Regions from separate parts of the Mus musculus genome. Here region 1 is linked to region 2. A link is a contact called in public ChIA-PET data. All regions are on one chromosome and are shown on one strand. Each heading gives the region's core, a stretch centred on a gene start, on an enhancer-like site or on the middle of the called end of the contact. The rest is flanking DNA. Distances are from core to core; before and after follow the strand shown. Region 1 overlaps Ranbp9 (RAN binding protein 9). Region 2 overlaps Gm40929 (a long non-coding RNA gene).

Region 1 (3,074 bases), core at 63-2,562, 280 kb after region 2:
ACAAACTCATCTGGTTCTCCAACAAAAATGCAGCTTCCACCCTCCTTAATGCTTTCAAAATGCAAGTAAGCAAAAGCGACCTAGAGATTCCCAACCGGATGTCAAACACCATCTGTCACAGAAATAGACAAGTTCACCTTAAAACTGATTTGGAAACACAAAAGGCCTCAGACAGCCAAAACAATCCTCAGAAAACAAAACAAAACAAAAAAAACAATGCTAGAAGTATCAATATCCCCGATTTCCTGTAGTTATACTACAGGTACTGTAACAGAAACAGTTTGGCACTAGCACAAAAGCAGCCAGGTAAATCAGTGCGATGTAAACCTATACAGCTATTGTCCTCTGACTTCTAACAGGATGCCAAAAGTTTCACTTTTTTAACTCCCAAAAATTTAAAGGAAAAAAAACCCAGCCTCTTCAACAAACAGAACCAGGAAAATTTAATGTCTACACAAAGAAAGATGAAACTATGTCTCCCCATGCACAAAATCAAGTCCAAATGGATCATGACCTTAGCTTAAGACGTGAGACTCTAGAACTGGCAGAGGCAAGGGCTGCTGGAACAGAACTCTACACACTCACTACTGTACAACGGTAAAACACTGTAGAATGAGAAGAAAATTTCATGGCAAAGGAACTCGTTAATCAAATGAAGGGAGAAGCTACAGAAGGAATGAAAATCTTTACTAGCTACAAACTAGCAGGACAGATAAATACCTGGAATACACACAGAACTTTTAAAAATTTAACAAAAACAAACAAGACAACTCAATCAAAGCATGGCTATAGAACTGATAAAATTCTTAAAAGAAGAAGAGCTCTAACCATCTGGGAAGCTCAACTACAATGAGGCTCGTCTCACCCCAGTCCAAATGGCTATTATCCAGAGAACAAATGCTAGCATGGCGACTGGGAAGGGAACACTTATTCACTACTGATGACAGTGTAAACTGGTGCAGTCACCATGGAATCACTGTGGAGCACACTCAGAAAAGCTAGAAGTACAACACAGCATAAGCCCAAAGGACGCCCAACACACCAGAGACTCCTGCACATCCATGCTTGCTGCTGTTCTGTTCACAATAGCCAGGAAACAGAATCAGCCTAAACGTCCCTCAAGAGAACAGATTTATGTAAATATATGGTAAAATACACAATAGAACTTAATGAAAACAAGAAAAATGGACGCATGTTGTCTTTCATATGCAGACTCTATCTTTTAATTTTTCTGTATGTGCATTTGTGTAGAAGCCAGGAAACCAGAAAGGGGCCCATGTGAGACATAAAAAGAAACTTCACAGGAGAGCAGGAAGGGTGGTAGAGCACAGAAGATACGAAAGTAAAAAGGAAACTCCCAGGAACGGGAGGCTGTGGGGGCTGGGGCAGGAAGCTGTAAAAAGGGGACATCAATCAAAAACCAAGTAGGTATGAATAATGGATAAGGAAACCTAATCTTTTGTGAGCTAATTAAATACAACTCTTTGAGTTTTGGTTTTGTGGAGTCTTTTGGTTTTATTTTGTTTTTGTTTTGTTTAACAGGATTTCACTATATAACCCTGGCTGGCCTAGGACTGGCTACATGGACCAGGATGGCCTTGAACTAAGTCACGAGGATCTGCCTGCCTCTGCCTTGCAAGTGCTGGGGTAAGTGTACACCACCTCATCTGGCCCTACATAGAAAAGCAGAGCTAGTGAGATGGCTCCGAGTAGGGGTTCTCGTTACATACATACATACATACATACATACATATAAATGTAATTTTTTAAAAGATAAAGATAGTTCATGGTGAAAAGGGCTCAATGATCAATTAAAAATGTAGACTGGCAAGATAGCTAAGTGGGTAAATCACCTGCTGAAACCCTGACCATCTACATTCAATCTCTAGGTCCCATGTGGTACTAGACTGAAGTCCCTCAAGTTCTCCTCTGGCCTCCATACACAGGATATGGCACAAATGCACACATGCACACTCTCACGCACACACAGACTAAATTGCAGAAATTCTATTATTTTGAAATTTTTCATATTTGATCATACACATTCCTGTCCCCCAACTCATCCCAGAACCTTCCCCGCACCCACCCAGACCATGGAGTTGTTTCTGTGTTGTGCATCTACTCCTGAGGACACAGCCTGCCTTGGAGTGCAACTTGACAGACTTAGTGTTCCCAGCAAGTATCAAGTGCACAGCTTCTCGGTCAGGAGTGGGGTGGTGTGTCCACATCTACCTCTCCATGTTAGAATCCTGTCTGGCACAAACCTCTGCAGGTCTTGGGCACACTGTCAGTCTCTGTGAGGTTGTATATGCAATAAAAATTCTTTTTCTTAACCCAGGCAAGGGAGTGCCCACAGCCCACAGCTTACAACTCACTCAGTCACAGTCTCCGGTGCTTACAGGTCTAGCCGTGGACAAAAGAAAAGAGTGCCCTGTCCAGGTTGTCTCAGGTGATGTGTTTGCCCAGTACACTTTGTATTTCTGTCTACTGCAGATGCAAAGTACACACACACACACACACACACACACACACACACACGAATCCTCTCAGGAAGCTTTGCTTCTCTCTTCAGTTGTCTTTCACTGTAATGTATAACCCTGGCATCTTAGCAAATCCACCACAACCCACACAGGCTGCTTTTTTTTTTTTTTTTTGGTTTTTCGAGTCAGGGTTTCTCTGTGTAGCCCTGGCTGTCCTCGAACTCGGAAATCTGCCTGCCTCTGAGAGTGCACCACCACGCCAGGCTCAGGCTGCTCTGGCTGGGTAAGAAAGGAGTAGATCTGTGAGATGATAGACTCAGCCAAACGAGAGATTTATACATTGTTATTTTCGTAAGGCTGCTCTTCTTTTTTTTTTTTTTTTAAAGATTTATTTATTTATTATATGTAAGTACACTGTGACACTCCAGAAGAGGGAGTCAGATCTCGTTACCGATGGTTGTGAGCCACCATTGTGGTTGCTGGGATTTGAACTCCAGACCTTTGGAAGAGCAGTCGGGTGCTCTTACCCACTGAGCCATCTCACCAGCCCCCAAGGCTGCTCTTCTTAAACCTTACGAAAAATAACAATGTATA
Region 2 (3,164 bases), core at 332-2,831:
CTGCTGGTCTAGACACTCGGGTGCTGCACATGGGTCTTGGGGTGGTAAACACGTATCCCTGGATGGTGTCTTGACATTCCGATTTGGTTCCCCTGTAGGCCTATTAAGCCCAACTAAGGGTCATTTGCTCTAGAGAGATTACATTTTGACTTCCACCTCTCTGTGATTGAGCTCAAACTCAATTTTAAATTTAAGTTCAAGTCAGGTTTAGCTGTCTCCGAATCATTGGTTGTCATTTTCACGATATGAAACTGTCTCTGACAGCGGGGCACAGACAGCGAGGCTTCTCAAGCTGCTAGTTAGGTAAAGCACTTTTCATTTGACTTCCCTGTAAAACAGGTGATGGGGAACTGTATGGCACGTTGGTCTGTCATGGGGATTGAAGAGAAGAAGCCCACGAAGCTCTTATGGTTATTTCCATAGCTAAAGCACGACAGCTACTGTTGTGGTCATAAAAAGATAAAGAAATATAAGAAAATGTTCTAAGGGGCTGTAGTAAAGTGTGGGGGAAGAGGGTGCCTCAGTGGGCCCATGCCAAGGCATCCCTCCCCCAAGGGACCAGGACACATGGTATAGTACAGAGTAGAGTTTATTAAGGGCATGGGGAAGGGAGCTCAGAGGGTAGTAGAGGCAGAGAAAGGCAGAGAGAGGGAGAGAGTAGAGAAGTAGAGGCCGGCCATGACCATGTGGGGTGGGGGAGGGAACAAGGGGGAAAGAGAGGCAAGAGAGAGGGGAGGGGGCAAGCAGCCCCTTTTATAGTGGGCCAGGCCTACCTATCTGTTGCCAGGTAACTGTGGGGGTGGAGTCCAGACAAAATACCAACAGCTACACCAGGAGTTTGATAAGCTGGGCTACAGGGGGAGGGCCCTCTTTGTCATCAATGCAGAGGAGCTTGAGGGTTTAGCAGGGGGAGGTTAGGCATCTGCATCTGTGCACCTGCAGAGCACACAGAAAGAAGTGGGGGCCACGTCACAGGGTTGCGCCTCATATGAGAGAGAGAGATGAGGATAGTTACTGTGCCATTGCCATGAAGAGACGCCAATACCAAAGCAACTCTTATGAAAGAAAGCATTTAACTTTAGGGTGCTTACAGTTCTGTAGGAGTAGTCAATTGGCATCATGGCAGGGAGCAGATAAGGCATGGTACTGGAGCAGTAGCTGAGAGCTTTGCATCCTGATCTGCAGGCAACAGACAGAGAGAGCAGAGACTGGGCCTGGCATGGGCTGTGAAACCTCAACCTCCGGTGACACTCTTCCTCCAACAAGGCCACGCCCCCTAATCCATCCTAAACAATTCACCAATTGGGATGAATGTGCACGTATCTGAGCCAGTGAGGGCCACTTTAAACCACCAGAGACAGACAGACTGTGTGTGCATGGTATGTGTGGTGTGCTGAGGATTTGACCCTAGGGCCTCTCACATGCTAAACAAATGCTCTCTGACTACTAACTGAGCTACTTCTCAACCTTCAAACACAAGCTTTTGACAAGATGGAAAGGTTTCTTTTTGATGTTGGTGTGGGGAACTGGCAGGAAATAGGCACAAGGCAACACCTTCTATTGAGGGCGCACAACTCATCGAAGAACGTTTCTCTAGCTCCCACTCTTTTCTAGGGACTTTCCCTCATTGCTAAGACTTAGTACCTGACACAAAATGGCCTATGAACAGGAGGAAGTGTTTCGTCTGGCTCACGGTGAAGTCACGGCAGTGAGAGGCAGCTAGTCACATTGCTTCGGCAGTCAGAAAGTGCAATTGATGGATACTGGCTTTCGGCTGCCTTCTTCCTTTCTCCCTTTACATTTTATTCCTCCTGGGTTTCCATAGAATGGTGCCATCTGTGTTCAGGGTGGATCTTCAGTCAAGCTGGCAGTACATTGTAGCAAGCAGATAATAAATGAGACAGGACGAATGAGTACATTTATTTTTTTCAGAGAGAAGAGATAGGTAAGGAGAATTTTGATTGAGCATTGCATACCTACTTACTTAAAGGACAGCGAGGTCGGAGAGATGGCTCAGCAGTCAGAGCACTTATTCCTGTACAAGTCCCTAATTTGATTCCCATCACCCACATGGTGGTTTAAAAACACCCACAAGCCTAGTTCTCTGGGATCAAACACCCTTTTCTGATCTTTGTGGGCACCAGACACGCATGGGGTGCACAGACATACAAACAGGCAAAACACTCATACACATAAAATAAATCATAAAAAAAAGAAAAAGAAAAAAGGGCAGGGAGGCTTAGTGTGCTTGGGATGGAGACAGAGAGACTGCAGAGCTGTCGGAGTCGTCAGGAAAGTTTGTGGGAAGGCCAGGCCAGTTTAGTCCCTCTGAGAACGTGGCCATTCCTCAAGGGAAACCAGAACTCCCCTCAGCTGACTTTCGTGTACGAGAGACGGCATTGGCTGCTGTACTGCAGAACAGACTCCAGGGGACTTGGATACAAGCACATGGGGCTGACTGGACAGTTGGGCAAAGGATGATAATGGTAATGACTTGGACCAAGGAAATCTTGAGGGAGAGGGGGGCAGGAGGGAAAGTCATAGATATACTTCTCTCTGTGTGTATACATACATGGGTATGCATATGTCTGCACGTGTCCATGTGCTTGTATGTGCATGTAGAGGCCAGAGGTTGGTGTCTGGTGTCTTCCTCAATCACTCTCCTTTGGAGGTTTTGAGACAGTGCCACTCAGTTATCCTGAAACTCACTGATTTAGCTAGACTCAGTTGCCAGCAAGTACCACAGATATCCTGTCTCCATCTTCCCCACGCTGGAAGAACAGGCCTATGCCTCTCTGCCTTGCTTTCGTCTGAGTTCTGGGTATGAAACTCGGGCCTTCATGTCTCCGGCCCATAGATATACTTTCAGATCAAATCAGCTGGATTTCCATTTTGATGTGAAATGTGAAATATTTGAACCAGCAGCACTGTCTAGAGTTGGGCTGGAGCAACTGGAAAAAAATTAGAAATGTTGCAGAAGAGGAGTGTTTTTGGAATATTGGTTTGAAATGGATGTTTATGGATTTGGTTTGTCGTGAGTCTGGAGAATACAACTTATCAGTCACTTCCAGCTGTGAGCTCGCCTTCATTGTCTGCCTGCAGTAACAGAGCTGGCTCCGGTAAAGGCTTTCATTCGCCTTCTAGCCTGCTCTCCTATTTATTAG

What was found. ChIA-PET counts read pairs in DNA pulled down with a chosen protein or histone mark.
Region 1: an RNA polymerase II ChIA-PET map of memory CD8 T cells shows a contact between it and region 2, with 461 read pairs. The contact joins two enhancer-like sites. A contact is called at or near these places in 1 of 39 promoter capture datasets (frontonasal cranial neural crest), 1 of 15 datasets of contacts at CTCF or cohesin (large pre-B cells), 8 of 115 datasets of contacts at active chromatin or transcription factors (CD8 T cells, effector CD8 T cells, embryonic basal ganglia and 5 more) and 3 of 9 other capture datasets (adipose tissue, liver and pancreatic islet).

Annotation. Positions count from the first base shown.
Region 1 is chr13:43,452,074-43,455,147 of GRCm38.p6, forward strand. The region is part of intron 2 of Ranbp9 (RAN binding protein 9); the gene reads right to left. Among named protein-coding and RNA genes, the nearest start is that of Ranbp9, 27 kb to the right of the region's middle. Within about 2 kb of position 1,313, at least 56 of the 459 cell types and tissues checked have an H3K27ac peak or open chromatin away from gene starts, as enhancers often do. A contact at or near this core is called in CD8 T cells, effector CD8 T cells and memory CD8 T cells, where this site is marked.
Region 2 is chr13:43,175,955-43,179,118 of GRCm38.p6, forward strand. The region is part of intron 3 of Gm40929 (a long non-coding RNA gene); the gene reads left to right. Among named protein-coding and RNA genes, the nearest start is that of Gm40929, 5.7 kb to the left of the region's middle. Within about 2 kb of position 1,582, at least 26 of the 459 cell types and tissues checked have an H3K27ac peak or open chromatin away from gene starts, as enhancers often do. A contact at or near this core is called in CD8 T cells, effector CD8 T cells and memory CD8 T cells, where this site is marked.